Regions from separate parts of the Mus musculus genome. Here all the other regions are linked to region 1. Evidence: chromatin contacts called from public HiChIP or PLAC-seq data. All regions are on one chromosome and are shown on one strand. Each heading gives the region's core, a stretch centred on a gene start, on an enhancer-like site or on the middle of the called end of the contact. The rest is flanking DNA. Distances are from core to core; before and after follow the strand shown. Region 1 holds the start of Wdr1 (WD repeat domain 1). Region 2 holds the start of Zfp518b (zinc finger protein 518B). Region 3 has its middle 58 kb from the start of Zfp518b.

The links. HiChIP or PLAC-seq counts read pairs in DNA pulled down with a chosen protein or histone mark.
Region 2: a contact with region 1 is called in an H3K27ac HiChIP or PLAC-seq map of microglia, with 5 times the contacts expected there. The contact joins the promoter of Zfp518b here to the promoter of Wdr1 in region 1. A contact is called at or near these places in 7 of 484 Hi-C or Micro-C datasets (adipose-derived mesenchymal stem cells, cardiomyocytes, embryonic stem cells and 3 more), 8 of 115 datasets of contacts at active chromatin or transcription factors (embryonic stem cells, epiblast stem cells, heart atrium and 1 more) and 1 of 9 other capture datasets (adipose tissue).
Region 3: a contact with region 1 is called in an H3K27ac HiChIP or PLAC-seq map of embryonic stem cells, with 8 read pairs. The contact joins the enhancer-like site here to the promoter of Wdr1 in region 1. A contact is called at or near these places in 5 of 39 promoter capture datasets (the 3T3-L1 cell line, embryonic stem cells and liver), 1 of 484 Hi-C or Micro-C datasets (growing oocytes) and 11 of 115 datasets of contacts at active chromatin or transcription factors (the NIH/3T3 cell line, bone marrow-derived macrophages, embryonic stem cells and 3 more).

What each region holds. Positions count from the first base shown.
Region 1 is chr5:38,559,915-38,563,139 of GRCm38.p6, reverse strand. Wdr1 (WD repeat domain 1) reads left to right here and starts at 1,441. Exons shown (of 15, transcript NM_011715.3): 1 at 1,441-1,624; 2 at 1,939-2,060. The coding sequence starts at 1,609.
Region 2 is chr5:38,683,274-38,686,498 of GRCm38.p6, reverse strand. Zfp518b (zinc finger protein 518B) reads left to right here and starts at 1,673. Exons shown (of 3, transcript NM_001177902.1): 1 at 1,673-1,820.
Region 3 is chr5:38,625,272-38,628,496 of GRCm38.p6, reverse strand. No RefSeq gene overlaps it. Among named protein-coding and RNA genes, the nearest start is that of Zfp518b, 58 kb to the left of the region's middle. Within about 2 kb of position 1,461, at least 8 of the 459 cell types and tissues checked have an H3K27ac peak or open chromatin away from gene starts, as enhancers often do.

The sequences.
Region 1 (3,225 bases), core at 192-2,691:
GTACTGGCATTCCTTCTAGGCACCACCCCACAGTTCCCTGCAACAAACAGGTATGCCTGACTCACTATAAAAGGGGCTACTTGCCCCTTCCTCATTCTCTTCTCTTGCTCCCTTCCTCTTCTGTCCCTTTTCTTCCGGATCCCCGCCCCCCCCCCCCAAACCAACTCCAAATGTTCATGGCTGGCCTCTACTCTGTCTTTCTGTCTCTACTATCCCCTCAACTCTCCTCCCCATGTCCTAAATAAGCTATTTCCATATTATACTGTTCTGTGGCTGGTACCTCAGGGGGAGGGGATGCCTCAGTTCAGGATGGGCCCTCAGAGGCACCCCTTTCCCCCACAACATACTGCACCTCCACCAAACATATCCCTGGCTTCTTTTTCTTTTCTTTTCTTTTTTTATATAAAACATAACAGGTGGGATCCCTAGACAAGCAATCCTGGCAAACAAAAGGTCACAGAGGGCAGGGGGTAACATTCATAGAACCTTAAAAATACTAGTCTATCAGCACAAGAGACTAGGTACTAAGGAAAACAGACTTTTCAAAAAATACTGAGGTTCCCACACAGGACCTACCGAGTACACTTAAACTCTTCTCTACGAAACCTGGGCACTCCTATAGGCTATAAATTCATTTAACTGCTAACTAGATGGCAGTTAAGATTAAGATAAGCTAGAGGAGAATCAGGTGGGTGTCCAGGTGAACCAGGAGAGTGGGGTGGGACTGGTCCGCAGGGTAATTAACAAACCTGGCTCCAAAGCAGAAATGGACTTTTTCATTTGCTGCAAATTCCTAAGAGCTCTCCTTTGAAAGCCCACTTTCCGGGTTTCCAACTAGGGCTTCAGAACTTTTCAATCAAGTAACCAGAGGACTTCATCTTGCCCTAATCAAAACCTGCGAGACTCAGAAAATTCCAGGTTTTGCTTTCTTTCCCTCTCCATGAAAAGAATTCCACCCTCACGCCCTCCCCAGAGCGTGTTAGGAAACAACCCCTGCCATCCTTAAGAATTACAGTTCTTTATTCTTGGCTTCTTTGCTACTAGGAAGTTTCATGCAGGAGGGAGAGGGAGTGAGACGGGGAAGTTCCTAAACATACCCAGTGAAAGGCAAACAAACAAAACCCCATACGCCCAGTGGCTTCAAGTCTTTTGCAAGCCGGGGCGCCAAGCTGGCGTTGGAAAGCTCGAGAAAGATCTGCTCCACAAGAAGGCTCCCGGTGCAAAGGCAGACAGCCCAAGAAAAAAAACCCTCCCGCCCCGCACCTACAACCCTCCGCGCCGCCTTTTCACGGGTCGCGTCACGTCACTTCCGGGGCGGGCCCGCAAGCGGGGCGGGGCGGTGTCCGCGCAGGCTCGTGGGGCTGCAGCCTCCGAGCCGAGCGCTTGACTATATATGGTCAAAGCTGGGGGCGAGCCGCGCCGGGGCCGCGCTTCCGGGTTGGGTTGTCCGCAGCGGTAGCGCGCGGGGCAGGCGCGTACGGGTCTCGGAGCCGGGTCTCGGACCGCCCCCTCCGCGCCCGGCACGCCCGGCGCCGCCTTCCGCGCTGTCCCTGGGCTCGGCCACTGCGAGGTTCCACTCGAGCGCAGCGCCGTAACAAGTGGGCGAGGATGCCGTACGAGATCAGTGAGTGCGTGGGCCTCCGCGCGCGGCCGCCGGCTTCTGGGGTCGGGTGCAGGCGGGAGGGCGCGGCCGGGGTCTTGCACGGCCGCGGGGGTGCGGGCCGGGGACCCCGGAGTGGGCGTTGTGGACTGGGCCGGCCGAGCTGCGGGAGGGACCCCGGGGCCTGACCGCCGCCGCCCGGGAAGTCCGCCGGTCGTGCCCGCAGGCGGCAACAGGTGACCGGCTCGGGACCCCCAGCGCTGACTGACTGCAACTCCCTGGGTCCCGCGAGGCCGGGATTGCCCCTCATGCACCGTGCCGGGTTTGTATCTCCCCAGAGAAGGTGTTCGCCAGCCTCCCCCAGGTGGAGCGGGGCGTCTCTAAGATCCTCGGTGGAGACCCCAAGGGCGATCATTTCCTCTACACCAATGGCAAGTGCGTCATCCTAAGAAACATCGATGTGAGTACTCTTGTGCCCGGCGGGGCCTGCTTCCGTCCCTACCCTGCGAGCTACCTTCAGAGTCGGGAAATTCTTGCCCTTCCGCCCCCTCACCTCCCAGTCAGTTGGCCTGGGGAGAGGGGAGCCACGCCCCTTCTGCCCAGGAGCCACACCTTGGAGGCTCAGTGGACTGGACTGGACTGGTGGTGGTGTCATCCACCTCTACCCCCACAGCCCCGTAGACTGGCAAACTAAGACTTGGGTCTCTTCAGTCCTTAGAGCCAAGGGCTTTGAGTCTGCTGCTGCTTGATCATGGGGTGGCTGTTGATTGGCCCTTCCTGAGCCCAGTTTCCGCATTGGGGAAATGGAGATAGGGAAATGATCCTCCACTTCCCCTGGCTGCCTTGGCTGGCTGAATGAGCTGGTCAGCTGTCCTAATGCTGTCTGTACCTGGCATAAATGGAGCACTTGGTAAATGGCCCTTGTGCTTAATCATCCTAATACCCTGGGCTTCCTGGTATGCTAGAGCCCAGGCCTACACACCCTGTCCTCTGAATGCCAACTGTTACAGACTTGAGTCTCTGAGAGGAAACAGGAACTAGTGAATTCCTCTGGATGGTTCTCTGAAAATGACCTGCTGTCCCCAGAGCAGCAGCTTTTTGGGAGGCCCTTGCAAATTCATGTTTTTTTCCTCTGGTTGTTGAAATGAGTCAGTCTGCTGGGCCTCCTCTCCATTTCCAGGATGTGGCTCAAATCTTGTCTCTCCCGTGCTCAGGCCTGAGGAATGGTGTAGGGTAGAAGCTGAAGGCTGGACTTAGGGCTATGCTTGGCAAAGGGCTGCTAGAGGGGTGGAGGGTTTGATTGACTCTTCCACCAAGGCTGTCACCTTCAGCTCCTGCACGCCAGGAACATCATTAGTCAGGTGAAGTAGCTCATGACACCCCTATCCTCCAAGAGCCTCCCAGCTGGCTGAGGGTAGACCCCAGTTTTTTTGTAAAAAGAGGCTGCAGTTTTGAACTGTGGTGGCTGCTGGCTGTGTCTTTGTAAGTCTGGTTAAACCCGACCAGTCATCAGTCCTGTGCTGGCTTCTGACCTCTACAGGATTGTTGGGCACCTCAAGTGAGGTGGAAGTTTGGGTATGAGCCTGCCTTGCTAGTTACACAGATTCCTAGAAAGCTGGCCCAGC
Region 2 (3,225 bases), core at 424-2,923, 120 kb before region 1:
GGTCCTTTAGTTTATTTAGCAGGAGAAAGAGAAAAGAGGAATAGGTGGTGTCATGTTTTGAATATGCTTGGCCCAGGGAGTGGCACAATTTGGACATGTGGCCTTGTTGGAGTAGGTGTGTCACTACGGGTGTGGGCTTTAGACTCCCACTCTGGATGTCCGTATTCTGCTAGCTGCCTTCAGATGAAGATGTAGAACTCTCAGCTCCTCCTGCACCATGCCTGCCTGGATGCTGCCATGTTCCCATCTTGATGATAAAGGACCGAGCCTCTGAACCTGTACACCAGCCCCAATTAAATGTTGTTCTTATAAGAGTTGCCCTGTGCTGAGCGGTGGTGGCGCACGCCTTTAATCCTAGTTCTTGGGAGGCAGAGGCAGGTGGATTTCTGAGTTCGAGGCCAGCCTGGTCTACAAAGGACAGCCAGGGCTATACAGAGAAACCCTGTCTCAGGGGAAAAAAAAAAAGAGTTGCCTTGTGTCTGTTCACAGCAATAAGACCCTAAAACAGGAAGATAGCTTAGGGTGTGGTCAAAGGCATTGTCTCATAGAGCAAGGCAAAGAATCTCTGCCCAGACTTTCTATGTCTGGTACCTGCTCTTTCAGGGGCTGGGAGCTTGCCCAGCAGCTGGCATTGTGACTACCTCTTCTTCCCAAACTCCACTCCTCCAGGTTGGATTTTGCCAAAGCCCGCCATCTCTTTCCAGCATCCAACTGACATCTAGGCGCTGATCTTTGCCACCCACCCAGAGGAAGGAACTGGAGTCCAGTCTTGGCTTCTTTTGCAGAGCTTTGAAGGAATCGTCTGCCTATTGCCCATGAAGGATCTGCACTTCACAGTGACGCTGCTCCCATGCAACCTTGCTGAGGGACAGTTTTGGTTTTTTGGGAAGCAGCATCAAAGTCACTTGTTGTGAGCCCACTAGCCATATGATTCCCTTCTTCACTTATTGTGAGCCCACTAGCCTTATGATTCCCTTCTTCACTTATTGTGAGCCCACTAGCCTTATGATTCCCTTCTTCCCTCAGAGTGGGACTATTTAAGACTGTCTTTTATCCAGTAGACTGTAGGTATGAACCTAATGTGAAAAGGGACCATTTACCTGCAGACATTGAAACTTAGGAGATAGACACAAACTCCCACACACTAAATGAGCTCATAGCATCTTCTGACTGTCTCTCCATCAATCCTTTCCCTGCTGACTGTCACAACGTGCACGAGATGAGGCCTTAGCCTTCAAATATGATCTTCCTTAGCTTTAGAAATGACTTCGTCGAAGCTTCTATGCCTAAGCCAGCTGCTAGCTGTATCCAAATCTAGGGCTGCAGGCCCATCTCCTTCACTAGGGCGCCCCTTGAAGCTGTGATGGCTGAAGACTTGAGCCCATTTGTTGTCGCTTCACTTACTTAACTGTAGAACTTCAAGCTCCTTGAGGGCAGGCACCAAATCCACCCTCCGCAGGACCCAAGGAGGGCCAGGCGCCCATGGATAGTCCATTGAACCCAAAGAGAAACGCACTCAGTTCTTTGCAGAGGAAGCTGCAGAGTGTGCAGGACGGAGGGATGCAAACACTGCACCCAGTGGGTGCGATCGCCCCCAAGCTCAGAGCCCACAGCCCAGGGGCAGTGAAGGGGCAACCTCAGGCGCCCGCCTCTCCGCTGCAGTCGCGCCGCATTGCGCACGCGCGCCGCCGGCCCGACTCCGCCCCCCCGGGTAGGGACCTACAGCGGGCGCGGCGGCGGCGGTCTGCGGGCGGTAGCCGGCGGTCTAGACGCCTGTCCGTCCGCTGGGATCTGGGACCGTGCGGTGCCGCGGCGTCCGGGTGAGTGGTGGTGCGGGGCGGTAGGGACCTGGGCGGGCGCGGCCGGGCGTGGCTCCACGGTTCCGCGTGCGCGCCTCCGGGCTAGGCGGATCGGGTCGGAGACCCACGGCCCACCCTGCGGCCTTTGTGCAGCGCCGGCTCAGCCCCGCGACTTGTCGCGCCGGGCGGTTGAGCCGGCTTTTTAAAAGATGCCTCGGCCCCGAGCAGGAAGTGTCGTCAGGAGGCCATTTTTAAAGCCTCTCGGCCTCTGAGACTGGCTTGACGCGGCTTTGGCTTTCAGCGTTTGGAAGACACCCCATCTGTGACCGGCCGGCCCTGAGGGGACGCGACGGTGCGACTCTCGCACTCGCACCTCGCTCAGCGCCACAAGGCGCCCTGGCCTCGCCGGGCAGAGCGTGCATCCCTGCGAGCGCGCCAACAATAAACTTGAGGACCACGCTGGCATTGTCTTTGGAGCGGGTGTCGGGGTGGGCCTGTCCACAGAAGACCTGATTCTGGGTGGGATGAGTCTTGATGTCACCTTTTGCACGACAGCTCCATCGCAGCCTTTCAGTTTGATCCTGTTGCCTGGAGTTAAGAGATTGGGTGCAGATTAAGGCTAAGGAAAGGGTGCAGAAAAGGAGAAAGAACCAATGCAAAGTTTATGACCCGAAAAGGGAAAACCAAAAGATCGGAAATACCAAACTCCTCTTGTTTGTTGGGTATTTGATCTACCCCCATTAAATTACTTCTGCTATTAAAAAATATAGAATACCAACAATATTTATCAATTTTTAAAAGTGAACCATCAAGCACGTTGTCCTATTGAAAAATAGCCTACCAACCCAAACTCAATGTTGTGTTTGAGCTCTTAAAACATTACACCTTAAGTTTAGAGTTGAAATCACCTTCGAAGACAATTCCCCGAGCACCCTGAGCTTGCAACACTTGCTACAGAAGAGTAGCCAGCTAGCTTGGGAAGGTGTCTCAGTCCCGCTAAGTCACACATACAAAGTTAAGCCCAGTCCAGGACTATACCGGAGAGTATGCCCTTCCCAAGGATTCTGGAAGCCCAGAAATATTAATATGCTTGGAGTGCCATATTCAGCCTTTTAAATTGCAGGCATTATCCTTATCGAAGGCGTGCATTTATTTAAAATATGTTTTTCTCTTGAATCTGTTATGTTAGCCCTGGCAGGGGCATCTGATGTATCCGGCCCTGTTATGCTGGTGGCTGTTGAAGACTAAAGGGGGGCTTTGCCTTCTCTCCTGGCTTCCTCTGGATGGCAGTCATTAATTTTCAGCCCACTTAAAGAAAGCTATATTTTCTTTCTTGTCTATCTGCCATTAAGTAAGAGGGTCTGGGACAGTGTGTGTGTGCAAGAGGCAGAACAAAGGGCAGGTTCATAATTGTCACTGCCAGGGC
Region 3 (3,225 bases), core at 212-2,711, 65 kb before region 1:
TCAGCAGAAAGAAGTCTAATAGCATTGTTCCCCTTTCCTGACCCCTAATTATTTAGTAATAGAAATAAAAGGAGGAGAATGTAAGCTCCTCAAGGAACAAGACTAGCCAGGTCCTGCCCCCAGACTACTCTAGTGGCCATAACAGCCATTTCCTGCCCCTTGAGCCATAGGCAGCCAAACTCCACACTACAGAGGGGGGAAAAAATCCCAAGATCAGGCTACAAAATTCCACCAATCCCAGACCATTCCTGAAATTCCATCTCCTCCCTCCATACCCCACCTCCCCTCCACTTACCACTCCTCCCCTCACCAGGCCTAAGAAACCCTATATAAAGTCTGCCTCACAATCAGTTCTCTAGGCTTCTCTCTGGAGGAGGCAGCCACCCTCCGGTGTCTTATCCAGTGAATCTCTTCCATGAGGTCGTTTTCAGTGTCACTTTGGCTCCCAACTGCCAGGCTACCTTTCCCCTCAGAACTGTCACATTCATCTGCCCAGCCCAGTTTCATTTCCTCCAATATTTTTCTGCATCATTCTTTTTCTTTCTTGAACCTAAGTATCCTGATTCTTGGCCTTTGTAGTGTCCCACAACTCCCTAAGGCATTTGGTTTTTTGGTTTGTTTTTGTTTTTTTCCCCTCCAACTCAATGCTTTTGCTCTCTGTTCTTCAAAATGTAAGGTCTCCTGTTTTTATTTTAAAATTATTTTTATTGATTTAAAAAAAAAAAACTATGTGTGACCTTTAATCCCAGCACTTAGGAGGCAGAGACAAATCTCTAGTTCTAGGACAGCCAAGGCTACACAAAGAAACACTGTCTTGAAAAACAAAATAGACACAGAAAAAACCCTATGTGTTTATCTGTGTGTGTCTACTCATCTGGGTGCAGGGCTCACAGAGGCCAGGGATATCAGATGCCCCAGAGGCAGAGTTATGGGTGGCTTTGAGAGGAATAAGAAGGGTTTGAGGAATGCACTCTGGTCTTCTGCAAGAGCAGCATGCACTCTTAACCACATAGCCAACTCTCCAGCCCCAAACCGTGAACTCTCTATTGCTTCCTCAAGTTCTAAGTGAACTACTCTTGCTCCTTAGTTGAATGTGTGTCTTCTTCCAAAATGCCAATGAGTAAACTATATAAAAAGCAAATTTTTGTCTTTCCACAATGCTAGAATAAGCAAAAAATCCACAAGTTATTATCGGTTTTGTTATTTGTACTTTACCAAGTAATCCTGCTTTTCCTTGCTAGGGTAGCTGCTGGCATTCACAAGCTCTTTTAGTCCAAACTTAATTACTAACGCTCTATCACGTGCAGTGTGTGTGTGTGTGTGTGTGTGTGTGTGTGTGTGTGTGTGTGTGTGTGTCTTACATCATGGCTGTAAAAGAGTTTTAACCGAGGTAGAGGTCAAAGAACCATTACTGAAGGCAATGATTGAACACAGATGCAAACAGTCTCTGCAGGTGGTTAGATACTAACTAACCCAGCTGGAAAGCTACTGGGGCTCAGTGAGCAGGATCAGGCAAGAGCCTTTTAAGGCAACTTAAGGCTAGAGACACACAGTGAGGACCATGCTAAATTGAAGTTCTGGGGGAAGTCTTCAGCCTGTCATCAGTCCCCTGTCAAATCAAAAAACTTCTGCACATCAAAAAAAAAAAAAAAAGATAACAAAGTTAAGAGATAGCCTACTGAATGGGAGAACAACTTTACCAGCTACATATCTGACATATGTCTATTTAGAATATACAAAGAACTCATGTACCTGGACAGAGAGTTTCAAAAGTAGAAATACAAATGGCTAAATTCTTCAAAGTACACAATATCCTTAAGAAAATGCACACTAAACTAAAACTACTTTGGGTTTCCAACTCTCCCTAGTCAGAGTGGCTGTTACCTAGAACGCAGGTGACAGCAGCTGCTGGTGAGACTGAGGAAAGACGAGTGCTCACTCAGTGTTAGTGTCAGTGGATTGTAAAGTGGTTCAGCCACTTGGGAAACCACAGTGACAGTTTCTCACAATCTAAACACTAGATCTGCCACATGAGCCAAGGGTAGAACTTTTAGCACATACCTGTGAGACTACATCTTACTACAGAGATGCTTGTACATCTATGTTCATTGCTGCTAGGAATGAACTAGCTAGGAAATGGAATGAGCTTAAATGTCCATCAGATGGTAAGTAGTCAAGTTATAGTTGTCAGGTCCAAAGGGTACCCCATTTCTCCCCAAAAGCTCAGGCCCACTCACTCAGTCCAAAATTGAGCCTAGGCACAGCTTAATCTGCACTATGGGAGGATTTCAAGTGGTTAGATAAAAGCTAGCATTCCTTAGCAACCTGTGAAATTAATTCCCGTGTGTTAAAACGAGTCATTTTTCTTAAATCTGGCAGAAGGGATATATGCCTTCACTGACATATACCTGTGGTTGCATATCAAAGTCAATGCTGCCTACCAGGGTCCTTAAGTTCCTCCCTATTCACAAACACTTGTTATACAGCTCCTACCCTAGCGTCCTGGCCCTTCTCACCCCAGATCCTCCATTCTTTGAACCTCCTGCCCCCAGAAATTCTGAGAGAGAGAGAGAGAGAGAGAGAGAGAGAGAGAGAGAGAACCTTGAAATCTTAGACTAGAACATTTAACCTGAAGGTCTTGTAGAAGCCAAGAAGCTACAAAGAAGCCATTAGATGGGATAGGAAAGGCCTCAAAGTAAGGTGGATGCTATAATGCTCATGGTAGGAAAGTAGAAGGAATTCTTGGAATGGAAAAAACTTAAAGTAACAATGTTCAATGTGCAGTGCCTTTTAATTTTGAGGTAACAGAAACAGTACAGGATTACATAAATCATAGAGCATTGATTGATGTTCTGTAAAAGTAACTTTTATTTGCCTGTAGTAATTGTCATCTCAGGGGCTCACCCTTTCTAGTTCTTTCTGAAATCTGGATGGCTGGTTCAACTCAGCTGTTACGGCTCAAATTCCTCTCCAAACTGACTAATTCAAACTGGCTTCTCTCAACATCTCACTGAATTGCTCTGCATGGCCTCAAACTAACTCTGGCAATTTGTTCTAATCTTCTGGCTCCTTCTTACTCTCTGGCTTCATCTGCATCTGCTGACCTGCACTGAAGTGCACGAACTCATGAATGAACTCAACTCTGCACTGCACTCACTGCACTGACTCCCAAGTGACTGAACTCCCAACTCCATCACACTGAACTCAACTGACTGAACAAAACCA